Linked DNA regions of Mus musculus: regions 1, 2, 3, 4 and 6 are each linked to region 5. Evidence: chromatin contacts called from public Hi-C and targeted proximity ligation data. All regions are on one chromosome and are shown on one strand. The core of a region is the stretch at or near the end of the contact, and the rest is flanking DNA. Distances in the headings are between cores, read along the strand shown. Region 1 overlaps Zfat (zinc finger and AT hook domain containing). Region 2 overlaps Zfat (zinc finger and AT hook domain containing). Region 3 has its middle 190 kb from the start of Zfat. Region 4 holds the start of Zfat (zinc finger and AT hook domain containing). Region 5 has its middle 480 kb from the start of Zfat. Region 6 has its middle 290 kb from the start of 1700012I11Rik.

Region 1 (4,897 bases), core at 351-2,850, 440 kb after region 5:
GAAAGAGCAACTGTATGGTGAGAGTGGCTAATGAACCCCTCAATGGGACATTTGCCACCCAGCCTGGGCTTCTGCTCGGCAGACTGGTGCTGCCCCTCATCATGCATAAAGGGGTTTGTGGGGGCATTTGTCTAAGTCTTGTTTGCAGCTGTCCCTCTTGCAGCTGTCCCTTTTGCACTACATGTTTTCCTTCTCGTCTGTGGGGACCTAATTACTGTGCCTAGATGGCTTCTCTAATCCATGGTGCCTGCTGTAGCTGATATCATTCAGGAACAGAGGTACAGCAGCTGCAGACAGATGTATCTCCCTTTGCCCACTGACTGTGAACCTGAAAGAGTCACAGTCTCAACCTTCCTTTAGGTTTAAAATATGGGTTTGGAGACACTGTTTCCCAACTTACAGAGAGTAATTTATTGATAGCGTACAAGACCTACCTTCATCCTCATCTGTGCAGGACCAGAGGTAGGGAAGCCACACTCTCTGACTTAATCTGAATATTTGTCGTCATTTCTCAGATAAGTAAAGTGAGGATTAGAAAATAAATTTCATTTGCTTTAAATAACTCAGCTGATAGATGCTAAAGCTGAACCACTCCACACTTGTCTAAGGTCAGACTCCTGCTTTATGCTACTGGAACCTGCTTCAAACATACATACGTACATACATACACACATACATATGTACAAACACATATATACAAACATACACACATATATAAACACATATAAATACACACACATATATACACATACATACATATAGACAAATATACATATACACATGCCTATATATACATACACATATACACACAAACATACACACATACACACACACATATCACTGACCAGGTATTAGAGGAACACCTACAGAAGCTACTGGGTAGGAAATTCAAAGAGCTGAACTTCCACAAGATCTACATTCAGACAAGTATTTGGCTCTGAGGTGGATTTTCTAAGTTTCTGCTGTGTCCATGAGCCAGGTAGCTGGCCTCACAGTAATTTAGAGTGTTCCTATATCATAAGTCCCTGCCCAGCATGCCTGTGGTCCTTACCATCTCCACCCTTGCTTGGGTTGGGGTTTTCTGGAGTGTTCAGAGGCCGGAGGGGAATGATGACGTCATCCACATTGACCCCTTCTTCCCCATGCTTCTCAGAAACGTGGGTCACGAGTTCTGACTGATTTGGTGAGAAAAGATTACAGCATTTACACATGAAGATGGCTGTGTTTTCTGTAAGAAAAAAATTACAGGGAGTATTGTTACTTCTCTGACACATAAACAATGATTACTACAAAGAACAGAGAAAGAGAGAGATGGGGGGCGGGGGCTATTTTATTGTCCACTTCCTGCAGACTGTTCCCTTTGCAGATACCTCAGGTGGGCATAATGACAATATTCTTTTTTCCGTATTTCAAAACTTTCTGCTGCAGAGACCCACCCAGCAGGCCAAACTCCAGAAAAGCACAGTCAATGGAAACATAACTGTGGTTTAACATGGAAGTTAACCTCAAGCCAAATCCTGCTCTCAGATGAAGGGAGAGGCACACTGCGGGTCACATGGAATTCTAGCCAAACTCTCTCAGACCAGGTGCAAGGAAGCTCGGCCAAGGCAATGCTTCCCGAAAACTAAGACCCTTACAACAACTGAACTGAATGGCTGGCTCCTGCACCCAATGGGGCACAAAAGCTAGGAATGCACTGCTTTTATTTATTTATTTATTTATTTATTTATTTATTTATTCATTTATTCATTTATTCATTTATTTATTTTTTTATTAACTTTATATCCTGATCACAGCCCTCTTCTTCCTCTCCTCCTAGTCTCACCTTCCCACCCCTCTTCCCCAATTGCTCCCTCCCTAGGTACCAATCTACCCTGGCACATTAAATGCATCCTCTTCCACTGAGGTCAGACAAGGCAGCCCAGCAGGAGGAGAGGGATCCAAAGGCAGGCAAGCATCTGAGTCAAGGACAGCCCCTACTCCAACTGGTAGGGGACCCACATGAAAACCAAGCTGCACATCTGCTACATATGTGTCCAGTCCGTGCATGTTCTTTGGTTAGTGGCTCTGTAGGTCCTCTTGTGGTGTCTTTGACCCCTCCATCTCCCTCTATCTTTCCCAATCTTGTCCATAACTCCCTGAGCTCAGCCTAATGTTTGATGTGAGTCTCTGCATCTGTTTCCCTCAGTCATTAAGGAAATACAAATCAAAACAACCCTGAGATTCCACCTCACACCAGTAATAATGGCTAAGATCAAAAACTCAAGGGACAGTACATGCTGGTGAGGATGTGAAGAAAGGAGAACACTCCTCCATGGCTGGGGGGATTACAAACTAGTACATACACCCTGGAAATCAATTTGGTAGTTTCTCAGAAAACTGGGAATAGTTCTACCTCAAGATCCAGCTGTAACACTCCTGGGCATGTACCCAAAAAACGCTTCACTACCCCACAAGGACACTTGCTCAACGATGTTCATAGTTTTATTCATAATAAAACTATCATGGATTTATTCAGCTTTATTCATAATAGCCAGAAACTGGAAACAACCTAGATGTCCCTCAACTGAAAAAATGAATAAATAAAATGTGGTACATTTTCACAATGGAATACTATTCAGCTATTAAAAACAAAGACATCATGAAATTTTGCAGGCAAATGGATAGAACTAGAAAATATTATCCTGAGAGAGGTAACCCATATCCAGAAAGACACACATGGTATTTACTCACTTATAAGTGGATATTAGCCATAAAGTACAGGATACCCATGCTATACTCCACTGACCCAAACAAGCTAAGTAACAAGAAGGACGAAAGGGAGGATGCTTGACTGTTACTCAGAAGGGGAAACCAAACAGACATTGGGAGTAGACAGAGGAAACTGGCTCAGAGTGGGGAGGGGGAGGGGAACTGGAGTGATGATTAGGTATGGGGAAAGCGGAGGGGGGGGGCGCTGTGAGAGAAAAGGGAAATTGGTGTGGGATAGGGGAGGCCCCTAAGAAGGTATAGAGGTGACCCTAGCTGAGACTCTTAGCAGTGGGGGATATGGAGCCTGCGGTGGCTACCTCCTGCATAGCCAGGCAGGCCTTTTTTTTTTTAATATTTTTTATTATTGCATATTTTCCTCAATTACATTTAGAATGCTATCCCAAAAGTCCCCCATACCCTCCCCCACCCCACATCCTTACCCACCCATTCCCATTTTTTAGCCCTGGCATTCCCCTGTACTGGGGCATATAAAGTTTGCGTGTCCAATGGGCCTCTCTTTCCAGTGATGGCCGACTAGGCCATCTTTTGATACATGAAGGGAGGGGGACACCAATCCATCCACAAAACCTTCAACACAAAACTTGACCTGCCAGGGATAAAGACAGAGCAGAGACTGAGGGAATGGCCGGCCAATGCTAGCCAAACGTGAGACTCGCTCCATGAGAGAGAGTTAACCCCTGACTATGAATGATACTCTGCTTTGCTTGCAGACAGGAGCCTAGCATAACTGTCCTCTGAGAGGCCTCATCCAGCAGCGGGTAGAATATGTTGCTCTCTGCCACTTAATTCCTATCTAAACATTGTCACTGTTCATAACAAAACTAATTATTCCTAACACAATATTAGGTAAGAAGACATAAAGAGGAGAAAGAATTCACATTTCAATCTGATAAAAGAATTATAGATACAAATAAAATCATTATATTTAGGACTCAAAAGCCATTACAAGGCTTTTGGTTGACATTTTCACATATCTACTGAAATGGAGTAACTGGTACCATACAAAAGACCATGGCTTTTCAACCAGACTCCCATCCCTAAATGGATGAAGCACCTTGGAGAAGTTCAGGTACTCTCTCGGCAGCTGATGTCAGGGCAGAGAAGGTCAGTCAATACCTTCCTGGGTAGCAAATACCAGGAGATCCCACCATGCTCCAAGGCTATGTTTCAGCTGCCTTCTGCCTTGCCAGATAGCTGGAAACCACACACTGCCTAGTGCCCCATGGGACTTACATGTCAGCTCTCAGAGCTGGGCTCACACCCACCAATACCCCAGACCTCTAGGCCCTTGCACTGTCCTGTTAAGTAGGAACTACACGTCTCTCTCAGTTTACCTTTCTGCTATTTCACTAGATCCAGCCAGAGCAGCTCCTTCCCCACAGACCCATGCCCGGCCTGCTTCTTCCCTCACCTATGCCAGGGCACTCTGGCTGATGTTCATGTCAGAATCAGCACAACCCTGGCGCTCTGGTTAGCCTCACTCTGGTTAGCCTCACAGGCAGCTGCAGGATTGTGGGCTCTAGGACATGGGACAGTGCAGATGCCATGAACTGTGTCATTTTACCTTTAGAGAGACAGTGCATCCCTTGTTGCCTTTATCCAGGAAAGCAGGCCACTGGCCACATCATGCAACGGCTAGAGCACGCAGGCCCGCCCCTCTCACCCACTGAGCACCACTGCTCAGTCACTGTTGCTTCGTTCTGAAGCTCATCCATTCCTTCCTTCCTACTGGAGCTCTCCCGCGGGCCTGCAAACATGTCCCTGTCTCTTTTATCTGAAAATAAAAACCTCTCTGATCCCCACCCTCCTGCTCCATTTTTCTACTTCTCTTTGAAGCAAGAAAGAAAATATGAGCACCAGGGTGAGCAGCCACACAGCACTGCTGGCATAAAGACCAAAGCCAGCCAGGTACAGGAAGTCACAGGAAGGAGACCCTCCCTGGACTCACAGGAAAGATCTCACCACAAACTACCAAGGGACTTAAGTGCCTCAGAGATCAGTTCCTACCAAATATGTGAAACAGAAATCTAACCTAGCAGAACACTGCTTTGTCAATAAAACATTCTCCTGAGTACTATCAGCCGATACTTCATCTTTTCCAAGCAAGGTTTAATTCTTAGAGAAC
Region 2 (4,995 bases), core at 2,235-4,734, 390 kb after region 5:
TATGAAGTCCCTCTATGACTAAAGACTGAGAGTTCGTTAGGGTACCCAGGGAATGAGTAAGGAGGACATGTGCTAGCCAGGTCACACCTCACGACAGGCTGGTCACAAGGCTCCTGAAGAGGAGCCAGGGATGGAAGCAAGGATGCTTTCAAGACTAACATTCTGGGACCAAAGCGATAACAATCCAGTGACACTTCAGAAGTCTCACTACAAAATCAAAATAGAATGGAGCAATACATGATAAAATTACATTAATTAAAACAGTATCTTTTAGCCGGGTGTGGTGATGCACGCCTTTGATCCCAGCACTCGGGAGGCAGAGACAGGCGGATTTCTGAGTTCGAGGCCAGCCTGGTCTACAAAGTGAGTTCTAGGACAGCCAGGGCTATACAGAGAAACCCTGTCTCAACAAAACAAAACAAAACAAAACAAAACAAAACAAGAAGACAGTATCTTTTAAAGCAGTGACCTAAAACAAAAGCCATCAGGACAACCCAAAATCTCAGAATGAACGCCAGCATTGTGGGGAATTCTGGCCCAGCAAGCGTAGAAGGAAAGGATGATTTCTCCATAAATACGCCGAGTCAGTAGACAGCTGTGTGAAAATGAAGATTCCTACCATGCTGCAGACACTAAAGCAAATCATAGGAACCTGAAATTTCATAAATGTTACAAAACTATAAATAAAACTTATGGCAAAAGAGTTCGTTCTGAAACAAGAGAGGTTTCTTTTTCCCACAGAGAACTCAGAGGGGGTAAACACATAAAGGAAAATATTGATAAATGTAAATGAGCAAAGCTCTTTAACTTCTGTCTATAAAGAGAGACCATAAGGTATAAAAGCAAATGATAACCTGGGGGGATATTTATAGAACCCTGCAATGCACTGAGGTCCACAGAGCTCTATGAAACCAATGAGATACAACAGGAGCATTGCAAAAATCAGTGAGGGAAATAAAATCTTTTCAAAGTCTGTATCTTATATATGGCATCCGGGGGAGAAATTCAAAGCTCTTTAAATAAAATAAAAAGGGATTTAAGAGCATGGGGCTGACGAGAGCTGCAGCAGATAGTCACTGGAGCTAGGTTCGCTGGGCAAGCTGAGAGCACCTGCTTAGCAGCCAGCCCTCAAAAACAGGGGTGCAAGGCACGGGTCAAAGGGAAACACAGGAGACAGGCACAGAGGCCTGAGGGCACAGAACCAAGCCTCAGGCACATCACATTCCACACACAGCTGATCCTCCTCGAAGTTGCTGAGAATCACTGTGCACCACATCTAAGAGACCAGGAAAATGTTAAGGCCTTGTCTCTACAGTTTTCAGAATAACAATGTTTCCCAAAATGCTGGGAAAAATAAATAAAGAGAAACTACGAATTTCAATAGCTTTGCTGGGAAAGACTCCACCATATTTGCCAGGCTATTCCCTTGCAGGAAGGCCATATTCCTCTTTTTAACCACACCACTCTTAATGATCCCGTCCCTCCATGTGCAAAGGTGCTATCCAGGGTCTGTCTGAGTAGATGGCTTTCCATGGCCTTGACCCAGACTTCAGAGTCAAACTTCAGATCACTGTACCCTTTCAAAGTCTCCTTGAATGATGTTACCACAACTCAGGAGACACTGAGACGACCGTGGCTTTGGGGCTTGATGGCATTCACGAGTACAGACTTTAGGGAGAAACAGGCTACCACATACATGCAGGAACACAGCTCCTGCAAAAAGACTCAGGGAATGCAAGATCAGCAAGGCCACTGTCTGAGAAAGTGAAGCCGTCCTAACTAGTTACACGACACAAAAGCTTTCGTTATCCCTAGGTGATGGCCTATATTACTTAGTTTATCTCTTTGTCTGCTTAGTGATTGAACCTAAAGTCTCATCCAGGCAAGGCAAGTACTCTACCACTGAGCACACCCAACCCTGCATGGGTTTCATCTTGATTATGGCGTTTTTCTTTTTAAAGAAAGTACTGATCAATAGCCATGGCTGTGGCCTTGGTTCAACACCCCCCAAGTCCCTGACTGTAGTTCCGAGGAATCATAACCAAGAATTCAGCCTTTCCCACTAAGGGCCGCAAGCTCAGTCTGACTCTTGCCAAGGAAGCAGCTAGCACACACCCAGCAGGGCTGACTCCCAGGACAGATACCCAACAGAGGCCAGATATGATAGACACATCATCTCCTAAGCTCCAGAATTGGAATCAGCATGGAACTTACATTAATCTGTTCACTAAGCCCTAATTCTTATGTCTAATTACGCTGCAAGAACCATATATTAAGAAATTTTATTAACCTTGTAACATGGAGCAGTCACAAGTACCTCCCACCAACTGAGGTTTCTAATTAAATCAAAACTTTTTCTAGTATGGTTTGGCTACCTGTGTTTCTCAATGTCTTTCCTCTGTGAAGCCCATATCAGAAAGTGTTATGAACGCTCTGTGCCTGAGCCTTGACCCTTAGGCTTCTGAGCTCTCCATAATCAGACACTTACCTTCAAATACATACCTGCTCTTTGTTATCCCACCTAGAAACAGGAACTGATCCTTATGGCCTTGTTGCGCCCAGAACCCACCTTCACAGCTCACAACCACAGGAATTCATACTGATTACATTTCAGGCTAAGCCCTATCAGTAAAAACCCTGAGGTAGCTTTGATGTTAAAAACATCAGGCCAGGTGCCAGCACAGCTATCCTTACAATCAGGCTCAAGGTGAGATGGAAGGCTAAAGAGGACAGAAACTTCCAGAACCAAACATTAACATCTTACTTCCTCCAGCAGTCTACCTCTCCCTGCTTATGACACATGCTCACGTATCCCACAGGGGTTTATGCAGAGCATGTTGAAGGGAGACAGTGCTTAGCCCTGGTGAGAAGAAAGACAGGCTAGGACCACGTGCACTTTCAGATTGTACATCCTGTGAAGTCTAGTGTTTTCCTGTTACCCGGGATCGGACAGTCTCTGCTGGCCTTGGCATGCCAGCTTCCAGCCTTGCACTTACAGGCCACTGGAGCTTGGGAACTCACCATCAGACGTGTGAAGGAGCTTATGACTTTTCAGTGTCCCTTTGGATTTGAATTTCTTGCCACACATGTCACAGAGGTGGGTCTTCTCAGTGCTGTGACGATTCATATGAGCTTTGAGGTTGCTCTTGCTACGAGTTGCATATTCACACAGAGAACACTTGAAGGGCTTCACACCTACCAACGAGAAATGGATAGCTGTACATTTACACGTGTCTGTGCAAACATGGGTGGGGATCCCAAAGAACAGTTCACACCATATAAAACATCCAACTGAACAGAGCAGTATACTTGCTTACTCCCAACGTGTCCGCACACCTCATGTCTGGCCGACCTCATCTTGTTCCGCCTTACAGAAATACCGCAGAAGTCAGGGTTCCCAAGCCTCGGCTTCAGGACAGTTCTAGCTGCCTATCAGCATTCTGTAATCCTACAGCTCCCTCCTGCCAAAATGCTCTTGCATACCACAGTGATTTGATCACCTCTGCTCTCCCTACAGTCTGGTAACTCCCTGAAGACAGACACCCTGCCCAACTTACAAAGCAGTCATTAAATCCAACTCAACTGAGTTAAACTAAATAAAATTATAGGCCACGTCATTCTTTGCAAAAATCAATAGGATCAGGCACTCAGGTCAAGTCTGGAAGAATATTCCCATTCATAACATAAACAGAAGCACAAAACACTGGACATTCTGCATGACTCACATGTAACTATTCCCAAGCTATTGTGCCTACTCCACTTGTATTGCTTTCCCCCACCCAGCCAGTGTGAGAACTGCTGTCGTGGTTCATCTCAAATGCATTTCTTGACCTCTTTGAACTGTTAGACTCTCTGAGCACCTGCCCACCGTGTGAATGAAGTTCCTCACGTGTGATCAACACCTATGACTATGGAGAGTCCCCAGACTTATCTTATGTTGCCCCTTCTTGTTAGTCTTCATGCTTATCTTTTGCATTTGCCTACTGCTGCTCTTTTTCCATGTTTTATTTTGGGAGTGAGCTGGGAGAAAGAATACTTACAGTGCAATTGCAGTGATTAGCTCCAAAGACTCGCGAATAATGTAATGTGGGTAAGTAGGCTTTTCTTTATCCTTTACAGTTCCATCATTATAAAGAAATTCATAGACAAGTGAAAAAGAGCAGGCCATGAACACTCCATCCTAAAACTGCAGCCTTTCGTTTCCTAAACCTTTCTCAGAATTCAGAAGGTTTTCAAATTGAGAGATTTCTTCCAGAAGTTCAATGTGGAATACTGACACCCGTGTCCTGTGAATGCATAGTGTTGGCTATACATTAAGCCTGGTATGGAATACTGACACCCCGTGTCCTTGAATGCATAGTGTTGGCTATACATTAAGCCTGGACATACACAGGGTCTTCTTCTGAGGAATGTAGGAGACCATCTCACTGATGCCTGCAGCAAATCTCAAGGCAGTTTATAATTGTGTTTCATGGAAAAGTGACCAGAAGATGGAATATTTGTCCCATCCTGCGTCACATACAAAGAAAGGAAAGACTGAACCACGCTCTCCCACTCCAGACCTCTGTCTGCCATGCAAGCATTATCCCCCAGGGGAACAGATTTATAATCCTCAGGCTGCCATCTCCCTGGATTTGCATCAGCGTCAGGTTCGTGGTCTGTCTCTGACCACTCCCAGACGACTCCCCTGAGCACCATCCTAAACCAATCTCCACACAAAGGCTTCTGCCTCCTTCTCTACTGAGAAAACTCCTAGCAATGACTTCCTTCAGTGCCCTCAGAAAATGACATATAGGTATTCATCTCGTCACCACTGTCAACTCCTCCTTTCTTGCCTCCACATGGGAGGTATCGCTTTCTCTTAGTGCGAGTCAGTAAAGATGTAAAGAACAGGGCTTTAGAATCATGTAGCATGGGTCCAAATCCCAGTTCCCACTACTTTTTGGCTGTACAACACGAGCATTTCATAGCGTTCTGTGCCTCGTGTTCCTCACT
Region 3 (4,642 bases), core at 794-3,293, 290 kb after region 5:
GAAAAGAATCTGACCAAAAGAAATGTATAGTGTAGAGGAAGAGGCACAGGGAAGCCCATCCCTCTGGTCAGCAGTTATGGAAGAATGTCAGAGTGTATGTGGAGCTAGGCAGGAGTCAGAGAACAGAGTCCTCTTCCTCATCCCCATGAATGCCATGGTTCATAACGGGAACTGGAAAAAATCTAAAGAGTCATGGGAAAGGCTCAGAACAAGGAGACAAGTGGTCACCTGTTGTGGTAAATCTCCAACTCCAATAAGCCCATGCAAAGAACACACAACTCAGCTATATTCATAAACATCATGCCTAGATTGGGCAGATACACCACTATACTACTTTATTCCCCAGCTATGAGCTCCCTGGCTACTTGTGGCTCCTCCAGACCACGTGGTTCTGCTCCATTTTTCTTCTACCTCCTCTTCCTCCATCTCTTCTGTCTCCTCATCTCCCCTTCTCCATTCCTCTCTTGCCTCTCTTAAACCTCCAGCCTTACCTTTCCCTTCCACTGCCCAACCACAGGCTCTAGCCTTTATTGGACCAGTTTAAATGGGGAGAAGGTTCACATAAAATCACCCGAGTATGTGGTCCCCTCCTTATGGGGCAGTCCCTCTTAAGGAAGTAGAATTAGCATAAAATACAAATTGCACCAGGGCAATCCACAACAGTTACCTCTCCAAGAGGAGCTCAGTGCCTTGAACCATATCACTAACCTCATCAAACTAGGACAGGTATCTGCTATCAGCACTCTACACAGGTCCCCACCTGCCTCGCCATCACTGGTCATAAAGACACACACTGGAGGCTGCTGAGAAAGGAGTGCAGAAGGAGAGAAGTCTGAATATCACAGGTGCTACATTGAAGGGGCAGAATAAACTGTAAAGAGATAAATCTGAGCCACAAGAAGCAGGATAATCTGTTAACTGACAACCTCAGAACCCCAAAGCCATTCACACAAGTATGGTATGGGGTAGAGAGCTTAGAAGTCATCATGGGCACACTCCCTAATATATCTAATTCTAGTTTCATTTGTCTGCCTCTGATGATATCTCAGTAGCTAAGTGCTCTCCTGGATTCCACTAAAAAAGCCACGAAGTAAGAATTAGGGCTAAGCTCCCGCAGAGTCTAAGACTTGGTTCCCTCTGGGTACAGAGTCTCTGCAGCTGAGAAAGGAGCACCCCTGTTAGGAAGGTAAGCTCTATTAGGTGGGGAGCCATTTGATCCAGCAAAGTTTTATCAATAAAGGTGGGGTTCTGAAAAGAAGAGATAAAGAAAATGGAGCTGTAAGTGGAGAGAACCTGGAGGTCAGAGAAGCTAAACCGCCTGGGAACTGGAGCATCAGGAAGGTATCAATGTACTGAAGACAAAGAAAGAAAGGCAGGTATGTATGAGACCCAACCTTAAATGGGAACTTCAGTTTCTGATTATCCATCCACAAGGATGTCCCTATATACTCATGAGAAGTTACAATAATGTTTATCAGCAGAACAGACTATTCCTTCCATTTTGTGTTGATTTGGCTGGGTGGGGGGTGTTTGAAATAAACAAAAGGCATCCTGTTCTCTCTTTCCCTTCCATTTTACCAACAACACATTATATCAAGAGATCGGAGTTGTGAATATTATTCCTTGCACAGAAAGAGTGAGAGTAAAGGCTATATCACCAGCTCTGGAAAATTTTAATGCCAAGCAGCTTCACGTACCAGGGACCTGCAAGAGTAAGGCACACCAGAGCAAAAGGGCAAAGATTGTCCTTCAGGCATTGAGAATAACTGGACATAAGAGACATAGACCAAAAAAAAAAAATGATGCCACTGGAAAGGAAGCTATCCCATCCCATTGGAGTGCCTCTGGCAGCTAAGAACACAACATGGGCAGTTCATGTTTTATCCCTGGAGATGATTAAGAGGAAATGCGAGTCATCTTGGTGTTCTCCCCATCCTCAGCCGAATGGAGCTTTTATTATCACAGTGCAAAGAAGAGTCAGGAGCTGAATGGTGCTGAACTCCATGGCTGGGCTCCATGTGTGTTTCATAGCCATTCATTAATATTCATGTTGTGACTAAATGACCCCGTTCAGCATCCTCCCACACTCCCTGCTTCCAGCACTTGGTCCCTACTGTGACCCCCTTGGAGGGGTGCCCGCCTGTCCTTCTCTCTGCCTGGAACCAAAAGTGCCTGCCTATCTCATCACACAGCGCCTGACATGCTCATGTCAGACACTGACACCCTACATCAAGCCTTTCCTTCCACCCATCCAAAATCAAATAAGTTACAATGTGGCCATTTATCCTCCCTCCCATTGTCTCCGCAGGCTGGCCCTGCCGCGGGGGAGGAAGGACAGATGGAGTCATCCCCTGGGATACAGAGAGATTACCTCCTGCACTGCACACAGCAATCTTGTCTTCTCCGTAAGCTAGCTTTCAGCAAAGCCTGTGCACTCTGAAGTGCAGTGTGTGGTGAGGACAATGGATGCATATTATTCCATTTTTCCAATCCCCATTCTGAGGACTATTTGTCCCAGTAAACTCTGGGCAGACTTCCCATCCTTTGGCTGAAAAGAGGTACACGACATATACCCTGCCGCTGTTGTGTTCTTCTCAAATTGAAACGGGCACTCTGGAATGGTGGTGGTTATGTGGTCCCCATGGGGAAGACTGCAGAGACCTGGTCTGTGGCTCCAGTGTCCAGTGATGCAGCCAAAGGGCAGCCTCTCTTTCTCTGTGATCATTCCATGGCAGGACTTAAAACTCAGAGTAGCACACAACTTATAAAGCTCAGGCTATGGGGTAGAAAGACAGGTGAGCTATTGATGAAGTCTTGAGGAGTCAGGGAATACAGTGGACATCACATATCAGACCAGGTCTCATACATTACGTTAGTGCCTTCATCTCTTCTCCATGTACCTAACAGATACATGTGAAACAGTATTCTAGGTGCTGTGCTGCTATGCAGCTGAGTAGTGAGCAAAGCAGAACCTTCTTGGTCCACACATTCTGGTCAGGGGCCAGTCATGCTATAGAGAGACAGGTGAAAAATAAAGGCAGAGATGAAGGCTGATGGAGATAGAGTCAGAGGTGGGTGGGCAGCATTGCCGTTTTGCTACAGGATAATCAGGGATAGCTGTGGTCAAAGAGCATCCCTAGGAACAAGACAACTTCAGGATTCTGTGCTCCTCAGGAAGGGGGAGCCATGGGACAATGGTGAGTAGAGAAGCCATCTGACCTAGTTGGGCTTTCACGGGCCCCATTGTCCGCACAAAGGACAAGGCAAAAACAGGAAAGCCTGCCAGCTAAGGAAATAGCAAGGGAATGTTGGCCTTGGGCCTGGCTGGCAGCTGTGAAGATGTACTGCAGGGTTGGGGAAGGGCTGGAGTGCTGGAGACCACGGACTGTCCCTTGGACAGAGGTACATTCACCTCTTATATTCTGGAAGCCTAGGACCCCAGCTTACCACCTGTGGCTCATTCCCACTGAAGAAGTAAGGAGAATGCTTGGTCCTGTGATGGTGACAAGCTTGGGCATAGATGAGATGCTATTTCACTCTTCCTGAAGAAGAGTGTGAAGAGGAAAGGGATATTAAACCTTTCTGTCCGAGCTTGCTGTGGGCAGCTCTCAGCCAGCCCTGAAGCACGACACTCTACAGGGTCCCACCTTGACTTTGTGAGCAGCACTGACATTTTCTTTCCCAGCCAGGACACAAAGCCATGTCAAATCACTTCAGTGGCTGGGGTCACAGCTCCAGAGCCTTGGCAGTAGTGAAGGAACACCCATGGCAGGGCTGCTCAACCCCTAACCACTTCCTTTCCCACATAAAAAATAATAATTCTAATCTCCTCTTGGCCTTGTGTAGGAGGGCCTGTCCACAATCGGCCTGCAGCCTCAACTTCTCCAGCAGAACCCTCAGTTCCTCTCCTCCTCCTCTTCTGGTTTGTTCCTTCTTCCTTCTCCGGGTTGAATCTTGAGCAGAAGTGACTCAAAAAAAACGTCATATGGATAAGTAAACCGACTCAGGGACTGTTTATACTTAAACACATTGAAAATAAACTCACCCAACATACAAAGGATAGAACTCTTGAGAACTTTGTGTGTCCTTCTTTATATTTTTTTTTCTGTATTTTCTGAGAAATTTCCAGCAGAAAGGACCTTGCCGTGGGCTGCTGGGGTGACAAGTTCAGATGGACGACAGATCCCACGCCAGGACACTGGGCAGTGGGAACAACAGCTCTCCCACCAAGCCATGCCACTCCCAGAAGTCACAGGGAACCGAGCATTCATGAGGGATAATTAGAACATAATCCAGCGTTGCGGGGCGAATTAAAATGTGTTCCAATCTTCAAAGTGTGCAGATCTCAGGGTTCTGCATTTGGAACGTTTCAAAGCTTCCTGGAATCTATCTTCATTTGGTGCCCAAGCTCTGGAGAAAGATGATAAACAGGCCTGCAGTGAGACAGCCAATTAACAAGCCAGGGTTTATAGAAAAACCAGGCAGGATTCTTTGCTTCCGTGCAGGTGGCACACTGACTGGAATATGTGGGTATGTGGTGTGTGTTTGGTATGAAATGGGATGTATGTATACATTTTGTGTGCAGTGTGGTCTATGTGCACAGTGTGGTATGTGTCCTGTGAGAGAAGTGCATTGGTTTTGT
Region 4 (4,658 bases), core at 139-2,638, 480 kb after region 5:
GGCTTGTTGTGTGTCCCTTTGACCTATAGCCACTCTGTAGCACCAACACTAATTTCACAGATCAAGTGATAGGTTCCAAAGCTAAAGGTGGAGAGTAGTGGAGGTAAGCCCCAGGAACGTGAGTTTTCTGTCCCCTGTATGGATGGACCCAGGCTCCAGCAGGAAACCACAGTGACGTGTACAAATGATCAGCAGCTCCTTCACTCAGTCATTCAATAGAAGGTCACCCCTACTAAGAGCCTGTCTGAATTCCAGGGGACAGTGACAAAGGCCAAGCAAACATATGGTTCACATTGTTTTCCAAGCCAGAAGTCCGATCTCTTTAAAGCTCCACTGTCAGGAATCTGGGCTCTCAACTTTTCTCTTCTTCAGTGAATGACCAACTAAGAACAACCAGGAGACACTGGCAGCGACCCTCGGAAGTCAGGGTCCAAGAGTCTAAATTGGTGTCAATCACAGGCTAGAGGTCACAAGCTTAAGGTTAAGGGGAGTCACCAGGGGTTAAGTGAAAAGTCTACCCTTCCAATGAGACCAGCTAAAGCAGCTTCTGGCTAGACAGTCTGAGGGCTGCCTGGAGGAAGTGGCCTGGAGCCACTTCGTTCAAGCGCACGAGGACAATGCCCTACAGCACTGGGCCAAAGACAGAAGGCAAATGACTACTTGCATGGGACAGGGTCACCCGTGATAAAGCCCATCTCTCTCATTGGCCGCTCCCTCTGAAGGTCACTAGAGAAGGCTGGACTTGAAGCACGTCCTGGCTAAGAACACGGGGTTGATCACTGGGAAGGGGAAGTCATCTACTTTACGAAACTGTTGACTAAGCAAGAAGCCAACTCAAAGCTCACACAAACAGCGGCAGGCAACGGGACTCGAACACCTATGCAGCCAGACGCCCGCGGATGGCCGCTGGCGGGCGCCCTGGCACCGCCCACAGCCCTGGAAACTGCTCCCCAGGCGCGCAGGGCGCTCCCCTCGCTTGCTCTCCACCGCCTCCCTTTTTTTTCTTTCCTGCGGCAGGATCAAGCCAGCTTCCAAACGTGGGCCGCAGAACGCTGCGACGTCGGCGCTCCGCCCGCCCGTGGATCCCTCCGCCGGCCCGAGTCTGCGCGCGGCCTCCCCACTGCACACCACGAGCGGTTTCCCGCGCGGCGCCGCGCCCCACCCCCACCCCGCCGCGCCCCAACCCCCATCCCCGCTCACCTGCCGTCCGCGTCTCCATGGCAACGCCCCCACGGCGGAGGAAAAAAAAAGCCTCGGGCTCTTCCCGGCTCCCTCCCGGGCTGAGCGAGAAAGTCGGACACCCTGAGGAAACTTCGCTCTTTATTTTGATTTTTTTAGGGAAAGAGCCGGAGAGGTTATGGCGAATCTGCGGCATCCAACATGGCGGATGGAGTCTTCGCCCTCCTCTCCCCGGGGATCCGACGCCTACGTAGCGACGTCGGTCGCGGGGAACCGCCCTCGGCACGCAAGGCACAGTGCGCATGCTCGCGGCTACCCTAGGTGCCGGCCTCTCGTCCCGGCGTTCTGCGCGCTGTTTTGGGCCACGCCCGGGGCGGGACGCTGTGATCCTGGGACGTGGGAGTCAGGACCCGGAATGTCCTGAATCCTCTTCCGTGCGGGGACGGCTGCGAGTGGGCAGGCTAGTGCGCCCCTTTGCATACTAGCTTTTCCGGGGCTCAGTTTCCCAAGTTGCCGGTCGGGTTGACTAGGTGTAGTTGGCCCAGGCAGGCTCTCCCAGGGTCCGGGACGAGCCGGGTTGGAAGTGACAGTGCCTCGCACATCTTTTTTTTTTTTTTTTTTTTTTTTTTTTTTGGAAGCTCAGTGACCACCTTTCCGTTTTTTATGTTAGGAGCTTAGAGCCCCCTCCGCACGCTGCAGGAAGCGTCTGTTCCACGTAACTTTGATAGAATATATTTCTACCGACATCGAAGTCCCTTATCCCTACCTATCTTGGTCAGCTTTTTAGCATTCGAAACTGGGAATGAGTTTTAGAGTTGGCCAATTAAGTATATATATAATAATAACAGTCGTACTTGTGCTGGTAAAGCTATCTTTTAGAAAGGTTTTTAAATTAGCCATTGTAAAAAAGTACTCCACACATACAGAAACAAGAGAAAAATGTTAAAAGAAGCAGGACGGAAATGACCGGCGTCTGGGCAGCCCTGGTTTGTTTTTACAGTGCTGGTGAAATGCTGAGTATAGTCCTTCTGTAGTGTTTAGCTTGGAGTGCTCCTCAGACAGCTCTAGGTTCCTCTCTCTTACCCCCACAGGTCGAGGTCATGTGTTTATTACTTCTTCACATTCAGTTGCGCATAACTGTTTGCTACCCCTTTCTGCCATGGACTGAGTTTGCCGAGCGGAGAGAGGGTCCTGTCACAAAGGCCCCTGGGTCTTTTAGTCTTTGCCTACCCATCACAGATTTCATAGTAATGCTACTGAACGACTGAATGAGCTCATTCATTTTGTTCACTTTTTTAAAAACAAAAACCAGAAACGTTGACGTGCCTTTGGGCAGTGAACCTTAAGATGACTGGTCTAATTCTTCATTCTTCTGTTTAGTACATATTTAAAAACATCTTTATTTCAGTGGGCAGGTGAGCAAAGGACAGGTGTTCAGGAAGGTTGTGTAGCTTTTTTGAGATCACATAGACAGTCCATGAAGTGTGTGGCCCCACCTTTCCACAACCCACCAGATGCCGGTAGACACAATGTGAGGAGAATCAGGAAGTTGTTGCTTCACCTCCACTAACTTCTGCCTCAGGGAGGGCTGCGTGGCAGGGGAACAGTAACATCTTTCATTTGAAAATGAACTAACCAGAATGCTGCATTGATGTGATTTCCTTTTTAGAACTCCAAATATTTACACTAATTTTCTGTCAGGACATGTGAGTTGTGCTGGTTGCTGACAATACTGGTTTTGTGCTGGGCTGCCTTTCTTAAAAAGCAGCACTGAAATACTATTGATTGATTAGCAGGTGGGTCGATTGCTCTTGAATGTTGTAGCCAAAATCAGTTTTGGAAATGAAGCTAGTTAACATATATCTCAAAACTCAATGGCTCCCAAACAGTAAAGCCAAATTTTTTTTAAGAAGAAGAAGAAGAAAAAAAAAAAAACTGACTGTAGATGTGGTCTTGAGGGGGTGAGGGGTGGCTGTGATTTTTCTCCACTATTCCTTCCTTAAATCTACTCATTTTTTCAAAAAAGACTTATTGCATATCTTTTCCCAGGCTGGTCCCAAGAAGGAGGAAATTAGTAAGGAAAGGGACGGAAGGCAGTTTTGTGAATGGAGACACCACAGTTGCTTCCTCACCTTCTTGTGTGGCTCACACTTTCAGATGGGGACATGAGTGTGCACTTAGAAGGCAGAGGCTAGCTTTCAGTCTTCTCTATTGTTGTGTACCTCATGTTTTGAGATAGGGCCTCTTGCTGAACCTGAAACTCATTGTCTGACTAGCCTGGCTGGCCAATGAACCCCTAGGATCCTCCTGTCTCGCTCAGCACTAAGATCACAAGCCCACCACACCTAGCGTTTTTTAGAAGGTGCCTAGAATCCAAACTTAGGCCCTCATGTTTGGGCAAAAGAGCTTTACCCCTGAGCCATCTCCTTAGCCCTGACTGACATTTTTAATCTTTACATTTCTAGATGCCTTCAGTTAAGAGAGAAGAACTAATGGAATGAAATGGAAATCACTGAGAAGTTCATAATGAATATTCTCATGCTTTATTGGTTCCTAGAGGAGCTCGGTCCCAGCTTGCCCACTAGTGGTAGTCCACCTATCAAGAGGGCTCAGGGAGGAATCCGTGTCCAAATCTATGGACATGACATGCTATTTAGTTATATGAGAAATTTAGTGGCCTTGCATAATTAAATATATTTGTAGCAATATTAAATAATTATATCAATAGTAAATGCATTTATATGAAAACAGTTTATGTACATAATTTTATATAGTACTGATTGAAATCAGTCTTAGAAAAGGATACATATAACCTTAGCATGGATTTTGAGCCACAAAACTATTAAAAGACAAGGAGAGAAAGAAGCAATTTTAGTCAACATGTTAAAAACCTAAATAGGGATGTTGTCCAAAAGGACAGCATAAGCTATTGATATCAACATGATTGTGACCTTAGGTAGCAGTAAGAGCCAGAGTCACTTCCTCATAGATCTCCATGTTTCATTCACCTGTGTGTGCCCAGTATGTAGGTGTTAGTACTGAGTTTTTCATTGGCCATAACCAATGTCAAAGAACCTGTTTCCAGCCTTAGCACTGAGGGAAACTCAGGGTGGCTGGAAGCTATGTCATCCTTCAAAAACAGGATGCAATAAAAATTCCTGACCTGTAGGAAAGGCAAAGGAGCCAGTGAGAAAGACATAGGTTTCTCTGTGTGTGCTGATTTGCAAACTGAATGCATGACTATAATTGGTAGTTGTTGATCTTTTAGTACCAGGTGTCTGGAAAGCCATGAGTTCCTGAATATTGTGCATGCGGGTTCCTGAGCCTATGTCTGTACACTGCATATGAAGGCTAGAGGTTAATGTGCAGTGCCTTCCTCTTTCACTCTTCCAGGGGCTGGAAAGCTGTGTCCAAACCCCGAATATCTCATCTTGAGGCTACCAGGCATAGGATTGTCTTCCTTTTGCTCTGGCCCTTAC
Region 5 (4,734 bases), core at 1,678-4,177:
GTATATGTTTACTATAGCAAAAATAAGTAGACTAAGATAGAAACATGATTATGAGAATTTAACATATATTATTAAATATATGATTTATGATACTGTGGTCAGGCATTATTATTGTCCTCATTTTGTGAATAAGAAAATTGGTACAGAGGATATAATTAGCTTACCCAAGGTAATGCATTTACTAGGAACAGCTGTTTAATATACATCCAAATACATTTATTTCAGCCACACTATAAACATCTTAACTAACATAGCAGTGAGCAGAAATTACCTGGTAAGAAAGAGAAACCCTCTCAAATTCCAGATCCTTCATAGCCACACAGTGAGCCTCAGTGACAGAAATACGTCATACACTTAGAGTTATTCATAATCCATCAGTGAGGACCTTAGTGCAAAAATGTTAGTGCTGCTGACATTCTCACAATTTTAGTGACTAAGTAATTTTGTTGGACTTATTTCTAAGTTGATTATATTGAAATCAGATAGAACAGTGAGTATGTACACCATTCATTCCTTGTGCTACTCAGTTATAGACCAATAGACTTGTTTGACTCCAAGTAAACTATTGAAGAATATATATTCCCTGCTTGGTCTCAGGTTTACCCATTCTATAAAGCAAATCTGTATATACACAACAAATCAAGTTCAAAGTGCTCACTTGAGATTTGCTTGTGCTTTCTGGTCAACATTGCTGTGATTTACCAACTTGAACAATGTATGGCTGCTGTCTCTCTTGCATCTTTTCCAATCTCCCCAGCCCTACCTGTACTCAGACTTAAGTTAGATGGTTCATTTTTATTTTGATTATCTCCTGTTCTCTGTTTGGTATTTTTCTATGCTGTATTATGGATGAATGGGCTCTATTTAGTCTTCCAGCTTCCTAATTATTTTTCAATTCTGTGCACATCTAATATGTCCATTGGGTTTTTATTTGCAGTGATATTTGCCACTTCTGGAAGTTCTACTTGGTTCTTTTGTAAATATACATGGCTTTTCATACAGAGAACTTCATTCTGTCTCCTTTATGTTTGTCATTATTTAATTTTTACTTTTTAAAAAGTAAAGATAAACATAAATATAATCAATACTTAATTTCTAACTTATGCATATATGTAGACTGAGAAATCTAAACATCTTGATTTTTCTGGTCTCATTGTCAGTGCACGCGTGAGTATGTTAAAGTCTTTAATCTGAGCTTATTTACTCTGAGTCCATCTCTGTGACTCCTGGCAGAACTGGGTTTAGAACGTCCCTTTCCAAAGGGCCCATTTATCCCATAATATGAGAGTGATCCAAGTCTGGGGCTCTCTCTCTCTGTTAATCAATAAGCACTGAGAGTCTTAGGTTTGTAGTCAGTAAATCACTTGCCGGTTCTTGTGTTGGTATGGTTCTGGACATCAAATTCTCTATGTATCTTTCTTATGTTAATGGGTAATGACAAACTCTGGGAGCTGGAGAGCCACTGCCACTAGTGCTATAATCCACACTGAGCCTACATGGTTCCAATAGAGCTTTCCAAAGCTAAGGTCACACCACAAGTCCACTATATCTCAAAACAAAACAAAAATGAATGTGGAAAGGGGACTTGTAGGGAGGTGTTGGGGTTGAAGCAGGGAGGAGGGAGGGGAGAGTAGGGGACGAGCAATCAGAATGAAACACACATGCATGAAAGGTTAACGAACCACTTCAATAATTAAAAAAAAAAGAAAAAGAAAAATCATCACTTTTATTCTATCCTTAAAAAAATACATCCAATATTAAGCAAGATCTTAAAAGATACATATAATTCTAACTGTAGTCCTTTGTTTCCCAGAAGGCAGTTTTCTGAAAGGTGAAAAATGCCAGATTTCTATTCCTAACTCAACATTCACTAAGTCAGAAGTTGATCCTTGCCATAAGATACAGCAGTTCAGTGGGAGTCTAAGCCACCCCAGGCTTTCCCACACTACACCAGTAAGGGTCACACTGGTTCTCTAAGGCCAAGTATTTTCCAGGAAATGTTTGGAATGGCTCTTAAGATGCATCAAATTGTAAACAGTGAAATGAGAACGAAGCCTGCAAGCTCCTACCTGGTTTACACAAGGAGTGCCTGCATCTCAGAGCACACATTAAAACCATCCCGGTAACATAGTTAGCTGTGTTTACTCCCCGGGGTCTCACTGTAGATGACCTCTTTCCTATGCAATTATAGAGTTAGCGCCTAAGCAGTAATGTGACTAAACCACCCAGCAGCCTTAGGCTTATGGATTTCAAAGGCTCCACCTCCAACCCAGTTCAGGAGCAGGGTGTTTCAATGACTCTGAAAGTCATATTAGATCTTCCTAATGTTTATTGACTTCAGAGGTCTTGGCATGACCACCTTGGCTAGGGTATCAACATTTTGAGTGCATAGAAAGCAATCACATGGCCAGATGACTTTTATTTTTAATCATCTATTATCCAACAGCCTTTTCTAGTAAACATATTTCAGAAGCACCTGTTAACTGAAGGACACGGAGGCTTGTTAAAGATTATGGTCCCATCCAAATCTCTTTGGCTTTGTCCTGTTCAAGACCTACCTTTAACCTTGAAGCCCCACCCGCCCCAAGGACTTAGAAAATAACAGCCTCATAGGAAAACCCAGTGGCCTTATGGGTTTGTCCTAATAAGCTCCTGTCTCCGTGTCTCATTTTGTCCTAGCAACACTGGCATTGTAAACATTTACTACCAAATAGGACTTTTGTGTGGGTTCTGGTGGTGCTGAGTCAGTTTCTCATGTTTGCATGGTGAGCAGTTTACCCACTAAGCTGCTTCCCAGTTCCAGATTTAGATATTTGAAACGAATGATTTTAAGAGTTCTTTTCCTGATCTGAAACACTGTCTTGCTCTCAGTATTAGTCATACTCCATTAGCTGAGTCCTTCTCAGCTATGTTGCAATTCTGTACATCCTAGACAATGAGTAACTTCCTTGACAGCCACTGACTTAACACTTGTAGCCTTATCCTCATAGCACTGTAAACTCCTAGCTCTACACATCAATCACCAAGTGCCCCACTCCACCCTAAATCCCTGTTACAAATCTCTAAAGTAATTAAACATTTTCTCAAAGACAGTGCTCCCTTGGGGGTGGAACAGATGGCCCCATGGTTAAAAGTGCTTGCTGCCCAATCCTAAGGACCAGAGTTCAGATCTCAGCACTCATTTAGGACATCTCACCAATGCCTATAGCCCCAGCGCCAAGGGATCTAATACAAATCTGTTTTAGCAATGAAGAGAGGAGCATGAATCCAGCCTCTCCTTCGCTAAGTTTCTCAGATTCTTATGTATAGAGGGTTAGAAGCACTTTTTAAACGTTCATTATCTGACACATGAAAAATATTAAGCCATTATCTACTTTCATTTATGTGTGGATTAATGTTCTTTTAAGTATTCAAGTATAAGAGATTAGACTACAGGTGCAGAACTTAAAAAGATAAAAGCTGGAATCAATTCTCTCTGAGAGTACTTATCTTTGCTTCTTCATGCTTCCTTCTCTATGGCTGTTGCTGAGGCTCTCTTGAGCTGCTCTTCTTGATTCTGTTTGATAAAATGTCACTCACAGTTGAAGACACATCAAAGGTACCAATAAGTCCATCTCCTGCAACTTCTGCTTATGGAAATGATGTATTTAGGGCTTGGGGATAGATTACATTACCAGTGAAAGACCCTATCTCAAAAGGAAAAGAAAAGTAGATGGCTCCTGAGAAGGAAAACCTGAGGTTGTCTTTTAGCAAGTACACACATACACACACACACACACACACACACACACACACACACTGATGGACTTATGTCTTTAGACTTAGGGGTGTTTTCTCTTCCCTAAGAGTCAGCTTGGTTAAGGTCAGAGTCAGCACTTCCACCAACTGCTCTCCTCATCTTCACACAGAGGAAGCACAATGACTCTGGTTCCTATTCCATGCATGCGTGGGCTAGGATTGTTTCTTGACCTCTTGTGTGATGGAGGCTCCCTCCTATAGGGCTCCCTAGTCTTTGCTATTCAGCCATGCTCCTTGATCCTCCCACTGAGCTGGACCCCTGTTACTTTTGCTCACTCTGCCTTAACATATCTATTGGGAGACTATCTTCTTTTTTTACAAAGCCATTTCCTCTGAGAAGCTTTGTGGGGCAATTCCACTTTCTCAAATCCAGATGAATTCAGACTTCCCTATCCCATAGCTTCCTGAATATCTTTTTTCAAACACCCCATGTCCCATTGCTAGACCATCTGTCATGGTGTCTACAGTGTGGGGTGATAGCCCTCCAAGAACTGTTCAGTGGATTATCACAATATTCCTAATCTCTACCTCAAGTTAGCTCACCAGGAATTCATTCCAGGCATGTGCAGCCAGTGGACAGAAAATTCTCCCAGGATATCCTGCAGAGATTTATTTAGTACCTGTCTCCTCCCCTAGACTTTACTGCCTCTGATATCAGGGACAAGGTGCTGTAATTACGTCAATTTGTACAGTAGTTTATTGGTGCCTGGCAGGTGTTCCCTCAATAAAGGTTGATGAATGCATCTACCCAGCTGTTTTGCTACATCTCTGTTTCCTGGCAACTCATGAGTTTGTATAACAAGTATCGTTCTCGCTGCTGCATAGTCTCAGTGTCCAGACCAGTGCACGGTGATCACTTACTGCTTATGAATTCATATATATCACCACTGTCATTGTCTCCAGTACTTCTTGAATGTGCTAGGACATGTGACAGTC
Region 6 (4,731 bases), core at 1,053-3,552, 270 kb before region 5:
CGAATAAATGACAGGCATAGGGGCAAAGCTTTGACCTTCACCATCAGTAAGCAGCTCTCAGTCTGTCTACTGTTCATACATTCATCTTCCTTTGTTTGTCTCTCTCTCTCCATCCTCCATGTTCAAGATATGATATGAGAGAGGTTGTCAGATCTATTATCCATCCTCAATCTTAGGAGTGGGGGGATTTATTCTTACCCACTTTGCATATGAGACAACAGAAATGACCTTAAGATTAGCTTTCATTTTTCACCTCTGATTTTAAAATTTAGAAAAATTTAGAATTAGGCACTGATTAATTTTGAAACTTTTCTTGGAAAAAACTCTTTACATCTAGTGTGACTTCTATATAAAACTCAAACCCCAAATTGCTAGAATATTAATCTCCAGGAAGTTCTGCCCGTTTAAATGGTATCCACATCTCCTGTTTCATTATCAGCCTTCATGTGATTTGACAGGTTTGAGATGTAGACCATGTCTAAAAGAATGGAAATGATTGTAAAGACTGGTCTGTCTCACTGTCCTCAAATCCTGATGATTATAGATATCATTTCTGAGCTCTAGATGCAGAGCCAACCAGGAATAATAAATGAATTTTTGAGATGATTAATGAAAACTAGAAGGTGTCATATTTGAGGAGGGGCTCAATGGGTGAACAGCAGATTCCAATTTATGCAAAAAGCCAACTAAGGCATCTGGAAGGGCATGCACAATTGCAATTCCATTTTACATCATTATGCCTTGAAAGAGCACATGCAGCCCTGAGGACCGTGCTCATCACAGTCAGACTACCCTGGTCCATGGAGTCTTCTACATTTCCCTTTGACTAAAGCTGCTACTAAGAGCTGCACTTGGGAGCCCAATGGATTTTTTTTTTCATGTGGACCACACCAGACTCATATTGTAAAACTACACATACTTTTATGGGCGTTTTGAAAGGAAGACGATTCAGTGGCCACACATTTGAGATCTGAAGAGAGCTGTAGCCCAAAGGAACTTAGATGATGTGTCAAAGTGACTTCTGCAATACTCTTTCAAGCATTAAGGCATTGGAAGATGTTATTAAAATATCAGTCCAGAAAGGCACCAATACTGTTGAAATCTCACCCCTTCTATTCTTCATGTCATTTCTGAGATACACAACCTTTTAAAAAAATTACTAGTTCCTTTTCAAAAATTTATTTCATTTAATATGCCAATAAATTGGTCATTATGTCTACCCTAATGCATTAACGTAGCATAACAGTATGGGGTAAATTATAAATTGTTTAATAGTAAGATTTATTGTTAATTTCCCATGACATTGGTAGAAAAAATTCAGACCACGTGTTTACTCTTGGTCCCTAGAATGATAGAATAAAGAATAGCTTGGAAGAGTAGGTACATTTCAAATAATATGAACCAAGTTTAGGAAATTTCTCAAATTATTAGTGTGTGTCCATGTGTGGGTATGCATGTGCATGTGTGTGTGTATGTATGTGTGTGTGAGTGTGCATGTGAGTATGTGTATATGTGTGTGTGTGTGCATGTAAGTATTCGTGTGTTTGCATGTAAGTATTCGTGTGTTTGAGTGTGTGTGTATGCAGGTGAATATACCTGTTAGTGTGTATTTGTGTTTAGTGCATCAGTGTTTGGCATGATGTATGTGTGTATGTGTTGTGTATGTGTATGTGTGTGCAGATGCACATATGAAAGTCAGACAACTTTTTAAAAAAATTATGCTTATTTATATCCCATACAACTTTTGAGAGAAAGTTCTCTGCTTCTATCTTGTAGGATCCTGGCACTAAAATCAGGTTGCCAAGCCTGTGCACAAGCATCTTTACCCACTGAGCATCTTAAAGGCACAGTTTAGCAGATTCTTTTTTTCTAAAACTCCATTGTGTACCAAGCAATTTTTCACCATCTCTTATATCACCAGCCATGACTAAGCTGCCCAGTGACCCACTTTCTCCATCTAGGCCTCACTTCCCAAGGTTTCTAGGATTTTCCCCAAATAGTGCCACCCTCTGGAGTCCAAGCACCCAAAACATGAACTGGGGTGAGGAGCATTTTAAATTTAAACCATAATACTGTGGTTGAGTCAACAGCCCCATAAGCCTAAGACTTAGATTTTCCACAAAGTAAGAAACAGCCACAGGCCATGAATTCCTTGAACATCATGGAAATCTTTTGATAAGAAATGCCCATTTACATGTCTTAAACCCAACTTTCTCAGATTCTTGTTGACAACTTCTAGGTTTCCCATTTTTCAGTTTCTGCTACTAAAAATGACTCACATGACTTAACGATGCTGACTTTCCCTCCCCCTGCTTCCTTATTTCTTCTCAGCAGAAATTCTGCCCCAAGCTAAAAGGAACAGGGAGAGCACATGACCCTGCACTTTAAACAAGTAAGAATTAAATATTTATTAAATGCCAGCTCTACACTTAAGCACTTTCCCTACACCATTCCAAATATTCTCCACAATTATGCAAATCAAATCAAATTGCTCTTACATTTAAAGATGATCATGGAAACCGAGGGCAAAATAAAAATTGGTATTCTCTTTCACACATCCAGGGTAAGTAGGCACAAGATTCCCCCCCATGTGTATCCTTTCAGAACACCTTTTCCTCTCCAATGTGATAGGCCTGCTTGAATCTTACATGAGGCCAACTAAATGTCAGATCAGCAAGATGCTAGGAACACCTGGGCTCCACAGAGAGAAGATGTTTGGGCTCAGGATGGAGATCCACTAGGGGAAAATGTCTGGGCTCCACTGGGGAAAATGCCTAGGTTGCATTGGGAGGTGATGCCTGAGGGTCCCTGAAATATATGCCTAGACTCTACTGGGTGAAGATGCCGGAGTTCCACTAGGAGAGATATCTGGCTCCACTGGGAGGAGATACAACGGCTCTGTTGCGAAGGTATGTTTGAGATCCACTTGGAGAGATGCCTGGACTGACTGGGAAAGGATTCCTGGGCTCTACTGGAGGAGGATGCTTGTCATCCACTAGGAGATAACATCGTTTCTTTGAAAAACAAACAAACAAACAAACAAACAAACAAACAACAACACATACTGTGTCAGCTGCAAAAAAAAAATCTTCCACAACACTGTAACATTAGCTATGCATATGTACAGTGTCCAACTTGACAGTTGCTCAATTTGTTAGATGAACGGGCTCATTCAAATACCATTGGTCATACACAGTGGGGGACTGATATGCTAAGCTCTCTACAGAGGGGTTTACAAGGGACTTTTCTTATCATCAATGTGTCATGACTGACGCTTGTTAGTAAGATCAGAAGCCTATGCTCAAGTACCTTTGGCTCTCTGAGAAAGCCGGTCTGGGAAACCAAGGGGCCATTATGGCCAATCACTGTCTTATCCAGCAACATAAACTGGGAATTGTTTCCCATGTGCTGTTCATGACAACTTATGGTTGGCCACCTGTCTCTGTTTTATTGCCTATTAATCTTTAATATTATACTAGCTGGCAGCATAAAGCCACCATTTGGAAGCCCCAGTACGTTAAAGAACAATAGCCCTATAGACCCTGCCAATTCCAATTTCTTGAATGTTTAGGGTCATTAAGTGGAAGAAAGACAACCCCTTCAAAGTCATTATGCTTCCAGTGTTCAGAACCAGCAGCAGCTGTTCTTGGCTGGTGTGGTTCAATTCTTCAAAAAGACACAGTTCTGTTCTTGAAGGGCTAAGCTTGATAAACTGTCAAAGTATCGGCTTTCAAAATGGAAACGTGAACATGCTACGTACACATGACCTTCCTTTTTAGTTTTATTCGTCTAGAGGTTTATGTGTTTAGCCAGAGCTATATTTTGGGTTTTGTGTTAGTCACTGAGGAGGAATATGAGAGAGTCAGGCATGGACCTTCTTAATCAAGAGAACAAGCAGTCTATGTGCATTCATAGGAATCACTGCAAAGCTATCAACTAAGTTAAATGAAATCGCAGGTAAGCATGGAGTTTCTTCCATGCATTCTTATATTTTAACTACATAATAAGTGATGTGTTTTTGTTTTCAGTTTTTATTTTTTTTATAGTCCAGGGATCTCACTCTCATGCTGTAATGTTGAGATGAGTACAGCCATCCTTCCAAGCCAGATGGCATCGGGTATTTTGACCTGAGCATAAAGGGGACCCTGTATCATCATAGAAACATAATGTTGTACATCTACAGATGGATAACTGACCAGTGCGTGTTACGGTCATCCATGGTTTACTTCAGATGCTGCCTAGACTTTTTATGATTTTTAATACAATGCTTCTCAAGCTACACATGATAGAAACAATTCCTTCTGTTAGGATTAGGCTCTGAAATTTTTACTGATATTTATTGTTTATGTGGTTTGATGTTTGAAGAAACTATTTGTGCTCCCCCCCCCATATTTATCAAATCGTCAAACTTGGATTTTTTTTCATGTTCCCCTTGGATTATTCAGGTTATGACTTTTTACCTCAAAATGTTTTGTCTTCCCTTTTGGAGTAAGAAGTTCAGAAAAGCAAACTTTGGTCATCATCGACTCTTATTATTAATGGAATTGAAATCTCATAGGGTAGCTAGAGTGTGAAAGACAGGAAGAACAGGAGTGCTTGGCAAAGGGAAGCTGCCACTTGTCACTGCTCACCGAGAATCACAATTATGAAGCATGTATACAAATATCATACCTTGACTTCCTGGTCTTGTGGATAATAAGATTCCTCTGATACTTTGGTCTTAAATATTTA

What was found. A called contact is a pair of places that touch in the nucleus more often than the background predicts.
Region 1: a Hi-C map of muscle stem cells shows a contact between it and region 5, with 2.6 times the contacts expected there. A contact is called at or near these places in 3 of 484 Hi-C or Micro-C datasets (bone marrow-derived macrophages, cortical neurons and muscle stem cells) and 2 of 130 datasets of targeted methods (astrocytes and embryonic fibroblasts).
Region 2: a contact with region 5 is called in a targeted proximity ligation map of pancreatic cancer cells. A contact is called at or near these places in 2 of 130 datasets of targeted methods (embryonic fibroblasts and pancreatic cancer cells) and 1 of 9 other capture datasets (embryonic stem cells).
Region 3: a contact with region 5 is called in a Hi-C map of bone marrow-derived macrophages, with 36 read pairs. A contact is called at or near these places in 8 of 484 Hi-C or Micro-C datasets (bone marrow-derived macrophages, liver, macrophages and 3 more) and 1 of 130 datasets of targeted methods (bone marrow-derived dendritic cells).
Region 4: a contact with region 5 is called in a targeted proximity ligation map of bone marrow-derived macrophages, with 3 times the contacts expected there. A contact is called at or near these places in 1 of 484 Hi-C or Micro-C datasets (bone marrow-derived macrophages) and 4 of 130 datasets of targeted methods (bone marrow-derived macrophages, embryonic fibroblasts and pancreatic cancer cells).
Region 6: a targeted proximity ligation map of bone marrow-derived dendritic cells shows a contact between it and region 5, with 4 times the contacts expected there. A contact is called at or near these places in 2 of 130 datasets of targeted methods (bone marrow-derived dendritic cells and fibro-adipogenic progenitors).

What each region holds. Positions count from the first base shown.
Region 1 is chr15:68,223,716-68,228,612 of GRCm38.p6, forward strand. Zfat (zinc finger and AT hook domain containing) reads right to left here. Exons shown (of 16, transcript NM_001145888.1): 2 at 1,052-1,228. Among named protein-coding and RNA genes, the nearest start is that of Zfat, 33 kb to the right of the region's middle.
Region 2 is chr15:68,162,732-68,167,726 of GRCm38.p6, forward strand. It overlaps Zfat (zinc finger and AT hook domain containing), which reads right to left. Exons shown (of 16, transcript NM_001145888.1): 10 at 3,022-3,195. Among named protein-coding and RNA genes, the nearest start is that of Zfat, 94 kb to the right of the region's middle.
Region 3 is chr15:68,069,303-68,073,944 of GRCm38.p6, forward strand. No RefSeq gene overlaps it. Among named protein-coding and RNA genes, the nearest start is that of Zfat, 190 kb to the right of the region's middle.
Region 4 is chr15:68,257,468-68,262,125 of GRCm38.p6, forward strand. Zfat (zinc finger and AT hook domain containing) reads right to left here and starts at 1,389. Exons shown (of 16, transcript NM_001145888.1): 1 at 1,201-1,389. The coding sequence starts at 1,219.
Region 5 is chr15:67,778,209-67,782,942 of GRCm38.p6, forward strand. No RefSeq gene overlaps it. Among named protein-coding and RNA genes, the nearest start is that of Zfat, 480 kb to the right of the region's middle.
Region 6 is chr15:67,511,964-67,516,694 of GRCm38.p6, forward strand. No RefSeq gene overlaps it. Among named protein-coding and RNA genes, the nearest start is that of 1700012I11Rik, 290 kb to the left of the region's middle.